4 separate regions of the Mus musculus genome follow, and all the other regions are linked to region 3. The links are chromatin contacts, called in public Hi-C maps. All regions are on one chromosome and are shown on one strand. Each heading gives the region's core, a stretch centred on a gene start, on an enhancer-like site or on the middle of the called end of the contact. The rest is flanking DNA. Distances are from core to core; before and after follow the strand shown.

Evidence for each region. Hi-C and Micro-C count contacts between places; a contact is called where the count stands out from the background.
Region 1: a contact with region 3 is called in a Hi-C map of uterus, with 4 times the contacts expected there. The contact joins two enhancer-like sites. A contact is called at or near these places in 2 of 484 Hi-C or Micro-C datasets (both in uterus) and 1 of 115 datasets of contacts at active chromatin or transcription factors (fibro-adipogenic progenitors).
Region 2: a Hi-C map of uterus shows a contact between it and region 3, with 6 times the contacts expected there. The contact joins two enhancer-like sites. A contact is called at or near these places in 4 of 484 Hi-C or Micro-C datasets (cortical neurons and uterus).
Region 4: a contact with region 3 is called in a Hi-C map of uterus, with 3 times the contacts expected there. The contact joins two enhancer-like sites. A contact is called at or near these places in 7 of 484 Hi-C or Micro-C datasets (cortical neurons, muscle stem cells and uterus) and 5 of 115 datasets of contacts at active chromatin or transcription factors (differentiating embryonic stem cells, embryonic basal ganglia, embryonic forebrain and 2 more).

What each region holds. Positions count from the first base shown.
Region 1 is chr7:36,068,069-36,071,328 of GRCm38.p6, reverse strand. No RefSeq gene overlaps it. Among named protein-coding and RNA genes, the nearest start is that of Gm38991, 6.6 kb to the left of the region's middle. Within about 2 kb of position 1,333, at least 2 of the 459 cell types and tissues checked have an H3K27ac peak or open chromatin away from gene starts, as enhancers often do. A contact at or near this core is called in uterus, where this site is marked.
Region 2 is chr7:35,900,533-35,903,587 of GRCm38.p6, reverse strand. No RefSeq gene overlaps it. Among named protein-coding and RNA genes, the nearest start is that of Gm36234, 21 kb to the left of the region's middle. Within about 2 kb of position 1,262, at least 22 of the 459 cell types and tissues checked have an H3K27ac peak or open chromatin away from gene starts, as enhancers often do. A contact at or near this core is called in uterus, where this site is marked.
Region 3 is chr7:36,784,935-36,788,160 of GRCm38.p6, reverse strand. No RefSeq gene overlaps it. Among named protein-coding and RNA genes, the nearest start is that of Gm36722, 88 kb to the right of the region's middle. Within about 2 kb of position 1,765, at least 2 of the 459 cell types and tissues checked have an H3K27ac peak or open chromatin away from gene starts, as enhancers often do. A contact at or near this core is called in uterus, where this site is marked.
Region 4 is chr7:37,335,678-37,339,165 of GRCm38.p6, reverse strand. It overlaps a transcript of Zfp536 not described here. Among named protein-coding and RNA genes, the nearest start is that of Gm30483, 9.4 kb to the right of the region's middle. Within about 2 kb of position 2,130, at least 96 of the 459 cell types and tissues checked have an H3K27ac peak or open chromatin away from gene starts, as enhancers often do. A contact at or near this core is called in uterus, where this site is marked.

The DNA of each region.
Region 1 (3,260 bases), core at 84-2,583, 720 kb after region 3:
CTAAATTGTATACAAGTAGAAAATAGTTTTGTTTTTTTTTTTAAGAAAAAGAAAACTAATAATACCACCCTCCTCTTAGACACCTCGGGAGGAATCATTTCGCACCAACTGGCCGTGCCTTCCCTTCGTAGAGAATTAGACTGCCTGCAGGCTTGGAAGGGAAATGAAATCCTTTTAAAATATTGACTGTTCTGGTCAAAACGGTGTGAATGGTATCTATACACCTTTTATGTAAGAGCCCCGACTCACTCTTGATTTTAATGTATCAAAGCACAATCAATATTGAATGAAGCTTTCGCTGCATGTCCAGAATAAAGGGGGGTAGGGGTGGCTGTAGAGAAAGGTGGCTGAGACGGAGATAAAATGTGGCTTTTATACCTGGCTTGGCTTGCTACAACTGAGAAGACGCTGTGTTTGAATCTATCTTCCAAGCAGCTAGCCTGCTGGAGGTGTGAATTGTTAGGGAGGAGTTTAAAAAAGAGAGAGAGAGAACCTTATTCTTAAGAACCAAAAATGCTGTACAAATAGATGTTACTTCTCCAACAAGGGCTCTATGCCTAGAACTTGCCTCCTTTCCCCCCCAAAAAAAAACCCTCAAAATGAATATTTATTAACTTAAGAACCTGGCGCAGGTCTGTCCACAGATCCCGATCTGCCAAAGCGCTTCTAGCTCTCTTCCCTGGCATTTAAGAAAAAAAAAAATCTATTTTTATCCATCCTCTTGCGTTTAGGTTTTCTACCAGGAAGGTAATTTCTGATGAGGCAACTTGGATTTTTCCCCCCTTGTTTTATTCCTAAAGAAACTCTGCCAGTTCTTAAGGCAATTGCATTCACCCCAAACCTGGATGGAGAGAAACTGCAGGTGTGTGCACAAGAATAACAAGCCTGGCGTTCGCCAGGCCCCTCTTGCTGCTCTCTCGGTTATGTGCAGCAGGAAGATTCACTCCAGACAGATCTGAACAAGGCTCTTTAAGGAGATTGCGGCCAGCCGTACAGACAGAAGATGACCAAGTAAATATGAGAATCCTTCCAGGCAGAACAATCTGGGGCCGCTTTTCATTGTCATGCTTCATTTGCTAGTGAGGAAAATGGGTAAACCCAGTGGTTGGAGCTCAGAGCAGTAAGCAAACATTCTAGCATTTCCAAAAATGCCCTAACTCTCTGGCATGTCTTGAAAAAAAAAAAAAAAAAAAAAAACCTCAAGCCCCAACTCAGCCCTAGCATTTTAGAATACAACGTTTGCTTTGAAATCGGGGCCACATGTTAGGAACCAGGCCCCAGTTTGAGCTGTGGTCATTGTTATTGTTTGTCTATTATACACTGTGCATGGGACCCAGGAATTTGGGAGTGCTCTCTAAGCAAGCACTCTATCCCTGGCCTAGTCTGCAGCCCTAAAGCAAGTACCTGGTTTGTTTTAGAAGGCTCGTAAAAGCACTGATGTCAAATAACCTCTGACAGAGTAATGAGTAGCCTCTCCCTTAAGAGATGCCAGAACTTTGTCAGAGTATCTGTGTAAGCGAGTGTGGGAGAGGCAGTTGGGGTAAGATGTAAATAAAAATACATTTCCGTTAATACGGGACAAGAAAATCCAGGAGCTCTAAATGACACTGGCTGCAGAGTAACTTAGGTATCAGACCTTGAGGTGTTGGGGAACAAATGTTCGTACGGGAAGCAGAAGACAAAGCAGAGATGGTGTAGACCTGAGCTTCCAATGACATGCCCGGTCTATCTTGTGCCTGGCTCTCCCAGCTTTAGTCTCATCTCCTAGAGGCTCTGATGGGATTCAGGGGGAACACAGGGAGGGTGGCCCAAGTGTACCCCACCTCCAACTGGCCTACAATGTGCACACCAGCCTCACCTGTGTAATTATCTAAAGCCATGGTCCTTAGCAGAGAGAGAAAGAGAGAGAGAGAGAGAGAGAGAGAGAGAGAGAGAGAGAGCCTCCACCTTTCTCTTGATAGTAAGAGGGACTTCACTAAGAATCACATCACCCCATCCTGCACAGCCGTCATTTCCTCTGTTGGATTCTGAGTTCTCAGCTCTGTTCTTGGGGTACCTTTACAGCCCTAAGCCTGCCACCCAAAGCTTCTCATTCAGAGAATCTTTTCATTACCTGGTCCTGTTCATCCCCCAGGGGGGCATCAAAGCTGACCTCCTCCAAACCTTCTGTGGTCTGAATGAAGACCCTTTCACGGATTCTGCTCTAAGACAGCCTTTGTCCCCACCAATGCTCTCAATGCCCAATTAGTATTTATTTCCCCTTAAGCGCAATGAACAGACTCTGGGACTGTCATATGGATTCCAGCAGCAGTCGGGACAGCTTGGATTAGATGCTCTTCTGAAGCCACTCACACGCCACCAAACGCTTGCCAGCTGTGGCCTTCACAACAGTCCCTTCAAGTTCAGGGCACCACACGGTTCAGTCCCAGCTAAAAACCCAAGTTCAGGTACCGTGTGCTCCGGTAAGGCTGCCTCACGGTGGGTGTAGAAAGAGTAGTGTGTGCATCCCATCTCAGGTTCACCATACACAGACAGTACTCAGCCACAGGGGAGGAAATGGCTGAGAAGTGGCAAGGTCAAGGCTAGGATCTGGGCTTCCTGGATCTGCTACATCTCCTCCTCCAACTCCAGCTGTTCCTCAAGCTACCCAGTAGATATGGTACATTTTGACAGCTATGATGTTTGCAGCCCCCAACCCCTACCCCCCCACACCCCACATGTGTGAGAAAGACAAGACCACTTTGCCTTGAATAGATCAGAGCATTTAATCTATATCAGTGACTGGGTATAAACCAGAAGTACAAAGGGGAAAGTTATAGTACCCCAGAGAAGGGAGAGACAGCAAACAGGACCTCTGAGCTGGATGCCAGTGTTGGGATAGCCTTGCAAGAACCAGCTATACCTTTAGACTCTTTAACAGCCTTTCTTGACCGAGGGCAGTAGCCTACCATTTTTCTATTCAAATGTACACACACATAGTAGACATACTCACAAACACAGACACACACTTCTACCACAATTGGGAGTAGAATGAAAGAGTAAATAAGCCATGGGCTGGCAGTGGAGAGCTCACCCAGCAGAGGGCCGTAGCTTCACTCCTCAACACAGGTGTGGGGCTACACACCTGTAATCGCAGCACTTGGGAGGTGGAGGCTGAAGGATCAGAATTTTAAGGTCATTGGCTGCTTGGCTATCTTCAAGCACCTAGGAATGTGCTTCTAGCAGAGGTAGGTCTGCGGATCGAACTTTCCACGGCAGTT
Region 2 (3,055 bases), core at 13-2,512, 880 kb after region 3:
CCCAAGACAGGAAATTCAGGGCACTGGGCCTACATCAGAGCCTTTCCTGATGCTCCGTGCACAGCACACCTGCTGGCCCGATGGCCCCAAAGGCTCACCTGTAGGTGTCCTCGTGGGAGGGGCACTACCTCCAAGATGCCCGATGCATCTCACATCAGCTCCCACCCATGTCAAGTCACACCCTTGCAGACCCACGGAACTGAAGGAGGCAGCCTCAGACAGGAACAATGCTGAGGGCGAGCAAGAGCCTGTGTGCGTGGGTCACAGGCGAGCAAGCACAGGAATACAAAGACTCACCTCAGGTCTGAGAAAGGGAGGAGGGAAAGAAGAAGGGACCTGTAAGAAATTAAAGAGGAAAGGGGGTAGGGTTAGAGGGGCAGGGAGAAGGAAAGAGAAGAGGAAAAAAGAAAGAGGAGATGGCATGGAAATGTGGGCCTGTAGAGTAGGAAAAGGATAGAACAGAATAGTGAACCTATGGTGGTCTGCTGCAGATCTTCGACAACTTATAGCTGTCATCCCCCCAGCGCATGCGCAGCCAGAATGCCTTGTGGAGCAACACAGGTACTGGCTCCCCGCCGTGCGTTCCATAGCTGCTTCTGTGTTTTCACATCTCACCTTTCCACACTCTGGTGTTAAGGAACATGAGGCTGGCTCCTCTTTGCAGAGACCTTGAAAGCTGGAGTCAGGGGCGTGGCCTCAGCAGGAACAGACGAGTCGCTCTCGGAGAACTTCTTGCCTAGATCTGGACCTCAGACAGAGCTGGTTCCAGGTTCTCAGCACCAAGTTCTGTGAACCTGGGGCCCAAAGCCCCTGAAAATAAGACACCTCCTTATCTGCCTTCCATGGGAGAGCAATCCTGTCTCTCTGCCTGGGGCACTATTCGGGGACAGGCTGGAAGAGTAGACTTACCCACCTTGTTTCCCACTCTTCCACACAAAAAGCACACATGGACACTAAGCCCAGAGCTGCCCTTTTCCTAGAACCTCAGAGGGAGGGGCCCCTCCCACCCCATCCAGATCTTGGAGAGCTCTCTAAGGCTCCAAAGGGTCCCCAGAGCCCTGCCCCAGCAGCAGCTCATCCGAAGAAGCAATTAGGGGGATTGTCAAGAGATAAAGGCTAGCCCAGACTTCAGGTGGGACTCAGCCTGCAGCTTGGACTACCGTGCCACCCCCAAAAGATGACATGTAAAGCTCCTTCTCCTTGCAAATTCAAAGGGAGGCGAAGAGTGTGGGAAAGTCTGCTGGCCAGAGGCAAGTATTGCAAGGCCCTATGAGGACCTCTGGGGATATAAGGAGCCATCTCCACTCTCTGGGCGGCGCTGGGGCAACTGCGGGAATCATGCAGCCAGATGAAGCTCATAAATTTCCCCTATGAACAATTGTTTTCATTTCCCTCCCATGCCACTAGATATTATAAGTGGAAAGCAAAACACAAGTAAATATGTTCATTCCACTCTGTGATCGGTGATAAACGAGAGGCTGCGCCGGCTGACAAAGGTCATCAAAGCCGCCAGCCCGGAGTCTGCGAGCGGACACTGCCACCCTCCGGCCATGTGAGAAACTGCATCCGCTGCCGCCACCCGGACTCCACAGCCCTCCCCAGGCTGTAGGCACCTGCTGTGAGCTCCTTCCGCAGAGGTTGAGGGCTGCCATCCTGCATCACACAGGACATCCAACACATGACACATGCAAATGACAGAAAAACTATAAAGCAAGGCAAAAAAAAAAACCCTCAAATTTAAAACTAGCCACCATCCCTAATCACCTCTCTCATGAAGACAACTTACTAACATTTCAGTCTGTTTGGCTTCAGTTTTGATGAGGTAAATGGGCATAGGAAAAGAGCAAGGCTTTTTGTCTGAAGACCTGATGTTTGACCTAGTGTTCAAATTAAAGTAAATTCTGTAAACAGCTGGAAAATACCTTTTTAAGGGCTGCATAATATTTTCAATTTTAATTTCACTAGTATTACTATTGCTAGTGGCAATGCACTGTGCGTGTGTGTATGTGTGTGTGTGTGTGTGTGTGTGTGTGTGTGTGTGTGTGTGTGTGTGTGTGTGTGTGTGTGAGTGTGTGTGTGTGTGTGTGTGTGTGTGTGTGTGTGTACGATGGGAAGAGGATGTAGGTATGGAGGTCAGAGGATAATCTGTGGGAGTCAGTTTTCTCCTTCCACACTGTGGTTCCCAGGGATCAAACTCAGGTTGTCAGGTTTGGCCGGCAAGCATCCTACCAGGATAAGCCACGGGGCTGGTGGGGTGTTTTAAGTTGTAGGTGTACCAAGTTCATTCCCCCTCTTCAATTGTTTACGTCCCTGCAGCTGATACGGAGGCTAAAACCTTTTATTCAGAAACCCTTCTTCATATGACTTAAAAACTTAAAGGCAGAATTACTGAATGAAATGAAATGTGTATTGCTGGCATGCTAATGCCCTCCCATCCATCCTTTCAACTTTAATATCAACCCCAGGCAAAAATCCAGTTCAAGCTTTCTTGACATTTTGCCACATTTATACCAAGGTCCATCAGAAAAAAAAAAAAAACTGAGGAATCTCCAAGAAACATCTTTTTTGTCAAAAACAGGGGCAAGTGATTAAGACCTATTCAGTCAGATATTAAAAGACAGGAAGCTACGGAACTGAGAAATCTGAAGCCCACCCAGAAGCAGCTGGAGCCAGGTGCTGACAGTCAAACTCGGGGGTGTGTCCTCACTGTGGGAAAACGATGGCTGACAGGTAAAGATGTGAGCACAGCCTGACTAGATCAGAAAACAAAACCGGCATCTTCCTCCAGGATTCTCCTGCCTAAAACCCTGTAGGGATGAAAGATTGGGGTTCTGAAGTGGCACATGGAGGCTACGAATCAGATATGAAAGGGAAGTCCTTTCTGTAGGCAATTCCAAAGGCAAAGACTGGGGCAGAAATAGTGGTATCTGGATATAGGGGGCCCACCTATAGCTGAGTGTGGTGATGCACTTATGTATAAAACTCTCAAAGAATAAGCAAGAAAACATCACTTTGAAAAAGATAGCTAGATTTGAATTGTAAAAGTGAAAAGGCC
Region 3 (3,226 bases), core at 516-3,015:
TTTACGACATATATTCACTTCCAGATAGCCTTTCTTCATAAATATGACAACCAGCAGAAGGGCGAGATGTACATTATGGGGCCCCTTCTGCAGGCCAGTGCAGAATGCAGCGTACATTAGAATACACAGTCCTTCTTGATTTTGCTGGGGGGAGTGTGGTGCTTGCCTGAGAAGTACAGTAATAGGACAGAATTTCTAACGTTGAGGACTGGTCCCTTCTCAGGGAAGCCCAGAGTCGTCTGATATAAGAAGAACGTAGCTAAGTGAATGGATCTTTTTCTTTTTCCTTTTTGTTTTTGTTTTTGTATTTGTTTTTGTTCTTGAAGCAGAGATCTTGGATGTAGATGTGTTGGGATAATCCATTTATTTGCTTAATCTTTTTCACCCATCTTTCTTCTATACTTGCTGTACACTAAGCACAACAACACAGACTTCCTTTCAGAGGCAGGTAGGATATAAAAAGACACCCACTTTTCCCTGGAGGACCTTTCAGGATGGATCCTTGGCCCAAGGAAAAGAAAAGCAACCTGGAAACTCACATCCTGTCCTTTCTGCCTCAGTCACCCCATTGATACCCCGGCAAGCTCTGTTGTGCCTGTTGCTTGCCAGTCCCGGTGCCCCCTAGGCAGCTGGTTTAGGGACATCAGCAAAGTGTACCCCTGCCAGCTATCACTTGGCGGGGTCGGAGTGCTTCCTGTGCCCATCACTCCATGTGTGTGACCCAGCAGGGAGTGTCTTTGGAACTCAGCATCAAGAAGGAATGTTAAAATCCCCTGCATTTCCTGGGGGGGGGAGAGAGAGAGAGAGAGAGAGAGAGAGAGAGAGAGAGAGAGAGAGAGAGAGAGAGAGAGAGAGAGAGAGAAGGAAGTACTGAGAGGCAGCCTCACGGGTGGCCTGGGAGGGCCACGGCTGTCTCTCCCAGGAAAGAAATAAAGAAGAAGTCCAAATTAGTCATGTTGTATTACTTCTTTTTATGGCAATGCTCTCAAAGTCTGCAAATGTCAGCATGTTAATTTACTGTCACTCAGTGATATTATTCCATCCTCTCAGAAATGTGTTTCCTGCATTTTCAGTGGCTCACTCCAAGTGTTCCCCATCTCAAAGTTTCTATAGATAGTGTGACTACTTTCGCTCTGACCGTTGCCAAAATGTAGCAATTCATCATTGACTGCGGCCACATATATGTTCTAAGTGGAGCTGGGGACTCAGATTTCCTGCTTACAAAGGACTGGGGGTTGGGGGAGAAGGCTGGGTGGGTCTTCCCTTCACTCTCCTCTATCACATCTTGTCCTCCTGGCCTGCGCCGTGGTTCCTCCCGAGGAACATGCAGAGATACATTTTAATAGAGGAGATTTCAGCCAATCCGTCATGGCTGCCTTTGTATATGAACTCTGAGCCCTCCCTGTCTCCCGACCCAGCCCACCCCCCAGCTCCCTGCTTCTCCTATGGTGGCAAACTTATTTCAAAAATTCTGATGAGACACTTTGTAAATTTTGTTATTCTGTGATGATAATAAATCATTATAGCCTTAAACACTTCTCGAGCTTGGAGCCTCAGTCACAAATTATCTTGTCATTCTGACCAAAACATTCTCCAAAAAAGCTTGACAAGTGCTAAAACCCAGAACACGAAACCATGTGTTGTTGTGAAAGCAAGATTCAGAAATGTCAATTAATTAGATTAAGAGGCTACTTTTAGCTTCACTCGTGTTGCCAAATAACCCTTAAAATATGCATAGAAGTGGAAACTACCTCCGTGTACAGCACTTCTGTGCCGAAAAGAAGACAATGGGTTGGCCTAATGGACGGAGTTATTGTATCTGTCAGTCAGCATGGGTGGATGATCTAGAAGCCTTGCCTCTTCCACGATGTAGCTTTACGAGCTGGGTAAATGCTGCCGTTTATGAATTCAAATAGTTTCCACCACCCTCTCTACTTTACTCCTTAGAAATCATGTACTTATCAAATATTCTAGTCAAGCCGTTTTCGGATGTCTCTTCTAGTAAGATAGGTTTTTAATGTATTTCTCTCTCGTTTTTTTTTTTAATTTTACATTTGCATTTTTAAGTTCACTTTGTAAAAAAAAAAAAAATTACCGTGGAGAAATTATTTAAGTGTTTTTTTATTCCTGTTTCTTGAAAAATCTTATCTTTAAATAATCTATATCCTCAATTTTATTTATGCCATAAACCGTTCCTATATTTTAATGGTCTGTTTGCTTTAAAAGGGGTTGTTGGTTTTAATAGCTCAGTTACTATCTTTGTAAACTAAACTCCTTCTGACGAAACTCAAGCAGATCATCTCTGCCTGCGTGTGGAAGGCACATTCCAACCCCCGAAAAGGAAACTTAAGCCAAATAAATGTTCGGCACAAATTAAAATACATAAAATGAATAGTTAACTTGGACAAGACCTGACGGACGGAGCAGTTGGGCTGCGGACATGTGGGTGTTGGGAGAGCTGGCTGCCAGGCAGGGCTTCCAGAAAGAAGAATCCAAATTAAATTAATATCCTGTGACCTCCTTTGCCCATTTCTCTGGACACACTGATTTCGGGGCTGGTAGGACGCCTTGGGTGGGCAGAGCTGGACAGCCCGGGTAGCGCTGGAAGGTGCTGTGAAGTTCCAGAAGAATCGAGAACTCTGGCACCTGCACACCTCAACACTGGGTCCTCTGTTGCCCTCTTGGCAGGGCCAGGATGGACGCTCACCTCCGGATTCTTGTGACGACTGTAGCCACCTTAACTCTGTTATAATCCATGCTGAGTCTGGGGAAGTCTACAAGTTACTGTATCTGCTTACAGATGGAAACGAAGGGGGCGTCATGTGTGAAATGGGTAAGTGGTCATACATGGGAGATGACATACTGGAGGGTCTGGAGAAGCCCACCCATTTGCTGTTCCCACCCTCAATCCTGACTTCCCATCGCTACCTGCAGCAGTGACCATGAGAAACATACAAAGCATAGCCCAGTCTTCTTTTCCAGCCTGACACACTGTGCCTTCTTCACTGGTCAGGGCAAAATGTGTAGCACTTTGCTGAGTGTTGCATTTCCTGTGGGAGGGACTTCCGGCACAGAGCCATTTCTAACATGAAACCCTTTTGTGAGACCAAGAGACTAGCAGCGTTGGCATCTCTAGCCAGCTTCCAGGTTCCTGTGTCTCCCAGTTCTTGTGGCTCCTCCACTTGATGTATTCCCCACCCCTCTCAGCTAGTCTCCCTGTTTCTAG
Region 4 (3,488 bases), core at 881-3,380, 550 kb before region 3:
CTTATCTTTAAAACAGGACCTGGGGGTTCATCTGTGGCCCAGGGCCATTGCCTAGTTTCAGGAGTCAGCCGCCACAACTTCCCTGAGACTCACACTGGACTCTCTCAGAACCTCAGTTTCCACTTCCAGGAAGTGGGAGGATTTGCCACGGGGGAGCCACACAAGGGTTGGGCCAGGTTAGGTAAGACAGCTGTTGTGCCCTACAAACAAAAGGCACGGAGTGCCAGTCAACCTGCTAGCCAGCCACAAACAGAAATGCTCCCCTCCTTTAGCAATGCGCGTGCTCTTCCCTGCCTTCCATTTTACTAAATCATTTCATAAGGCATTTTTCTGGAGGAACCACAGACACTAGCTAACCATTATGAGTCTTTGATGGCCCGTGGGCTCCTGAGGCTGTTTCTTAGAGTCAGAACAAGGACGGGTATCAGACAGTTTCTGGAGAGAAGGCTGAAGGTGGGCAAGAGGGCAATTTGAACAGACTAACCGTGTCTCCAACAAAACCTTGACTATTTTTCCTGAGCAGAGCCATCTGACTGGCTCTCTGGGCAGGCAGAGTTGGTTGGGATCTTTCTGTATCAAAAGGGGACCTGATCAGGAGACCTGCTCCCCCCGCCCCCCCCCCCGCCCCCGCCCCAAGCTCACAACCACACGCAGGAGACAGACTGCATCTGGGCCCCTTGTCCCAAGCAGCTGCAGCTGGGGGGAGCCACGCCTGCTGGGGTCCCAGGCCAAATGTAACCGGGAAGATGCAGATAATAAAAATCTACTTGTCACGGAGACATTCCTCAACTGTTAGCAATCAATTTGGGGGGCGAGCACAAGGGGGTGGGAAATACCGAAGGACATCAAAGAGGGTCTCACTCGCAGCTCTGCTCTGTCTCAAGGCTCTGTAATTTGGGAAGGTTCTGTGCTAAGTAATTTGTGAGCCTCCAAACACACAGGTTATTGTTTGTGGACAGATGGCACGTTGCGTTTTATCGCTTTTCCTTCTGTGGGTCCTCATACGCAGGACTAATGTGCATTCGGAAGTCTTTGTCTCCTGGCTAAAAATCTCTAATCTAAAACAGGCAATCAAGTACAGAGGCAGAGGTTTGGAGGCATAATCAGAGTTTTAAAAGCAAAGAAGAGGAGGAGGGGGGGGGGAGGCGGGAACCAAACTGCAGTCAGCACACAGATGTGTGTGTGTAGAAGCCGAGAGATGATCGGTGTGTTAAAAGTGGACAAAATTACCAGGGTTCTGAAACGCAGAAGCTGGGAGAGAGTACCCCGTCTTAGCCTTGGCCGGCACCTGGGCACCGTCTGGCATCACCGGAGTGTGGCCTCGGCTGACTTGCCCTCCAGAATCCGGGGGTCTTTGTTTCTATGTGCAGTGTGGTCATAGCCGTGGTGGGGCCTGGGAGGGCCCCTTTCTAGAAGCTTCAGCCACCCTCCCAGTTAAATCAATGTTGGTACCCAGGAAGGAACTGCGCCAGAGGAAGAAGTGCACTCCTCTTTTCTTCCTATGGAATTTTTCCCCCTTTTTTTATTCTGAAGATAGAATCACTGTTTGTAAGCATCTGAAAGTCATTAGAAGCTCCGCAGTCTGTCAGGTGTCGACGCAAGAAACTGCTGGAATCAAACGGGTGCCTGCACCCAGGGCTGGGGATTTGTCATGTGCTGATGAGGAGTTATAATAATATATGAGCAAATCACAAGCATTCTGCAAATTAATCAAATTCTTTTCCCCCCTTCTCCCTTGTCTCGGGGAGAGTGGCTTTGCAGGCAGACGTAGGTGAAGCAGCTCCCGCTCACAGATGGTCTCTCTGGCATCAGATGGAATTTATGTAACAGTAATTCTGAGTTCCTGCCAAAGTAGCAGTGAGCACACCAGGGAAGATTGTAGAAGGCGAGTCATGTGGCTCTGCTGAGGTTGTTGTGGGAAGTTTAAGGGGGGAAATCTCGAATTTTCTTTTACTGTTTTTGCCTGAAGGGCCAGAAACGGAACGCCATTCTGCCATGGGCGAAATCCGTCACATCTCTCCTTGCCGCCTGCACTGAAACGAGCGCTTCGCAGCTGTTACAACTGCTGGCGGGTGACAGAGCCCCAGACCCGATCCTCGCCCTCCCAGCTCCTTACAAGATTGAAAGGGGAATGGGTTCACAAGGTGGGCGCAGCTACACGCTAAAAGAGGCCGGCCTCTCTCGCCTACGCGCGCGCGCGCCCCTCCCCTTCGGCTTCCCCTGGCATTGAAAAAGACCTACCAGGGCTTTTTCTTTTCAAGTGTTTTATTAAATGAAGAGTCTAACAACCCTCACTTTAATTACACACGGGCTTCGTTTATAATTCCCCTGGATTTATTCAAGTAGTTGAAAACGACGGTGCTGGTGATTAAACCGATCCTGTTAGTTTAGCAGGGTGTTGGTGTGTGATGTGTGTGTCACAGGGTGCTTGTGTGTACCTGCGTGTGGGTGCTTGTTCTGCGGCCTCCCTGTGCTAATGACGCCCTTATCCTGCCTTTACAACTGCCCCTTTGGGAAATGTCATCTTGTATGGGACAAAAGGACATAGGAGCTGACTCTCTGGATCCCCTGCGTTGAGGGACCCTTTCACGCTATAGGGAGATTTTTTTTTTCCTTATGCAGAGGGAAAAATCATAGCAAGATGGCGTGGAGGAGGCTGCATTATGCAATGGAAGTCCTAGTGCTGTGGCTTTGGGTCCCTCCCGTCCCTCCCACCCCCACCCTGCCATCCTAATGTAAAGCCCTGCCCATTTGTTTTGGTTTACGTGACTACAGAGAAATAAGTGGATTAGAGAGAAACTTTTGCATGCTTCATTGCAGCTGGATGCCGACATCTGTCATTCCTCAGCCATCTTCTGGATCATGCCAGCAAGGGAGAGCAAAGTCTGACACCTTTGATTTTTAGAAAGAGCCTTTTATTAGGGGGAAGAAAAGAGAAGAAAGGAATTGTGTTTCTTTTGTGACTCCATGAGAGAGGGGTGGGGTGGGGAGATAGCTACCTTTCTGAGGGCACCATTCATTCATTCATTCATTCATTCATTCATTCATTCATTCATTCATTCACTCACTCACTCACTCATTCATAGGCGTGCCACAGTAGCAGCCAGCAGTCTGAAAGTTTATGTTTCTGTCTTTTTTCTACACCATTTTCCATTGTTCCAGAACTAGTTGCAGGGAAGGGAGCACGCTAGGAAAATGCAGATTTCAAAATATCATGTCCATACATCTCCCGTGGATGAAGGCCCCGGGGGTGAGTAACCAGCAGGCATGGATTCCTTTAAGGAATGGGGTGTCTATAATTCTCTATCACACATTCTCTGACCTCAGGACCTAGAATGGCACTGCAGCTGGCAGAAGGTGACCCCAGTTTTTAGAGAGGTGCCATCTACAGGGTTCCCCCAACACACACCCTACAGAAATCGTGCTAGTTTTGATGAGTGCTGTGTGTAAGTTGTGGATTATCACAGGTAATCTTGGAGAACAACTTC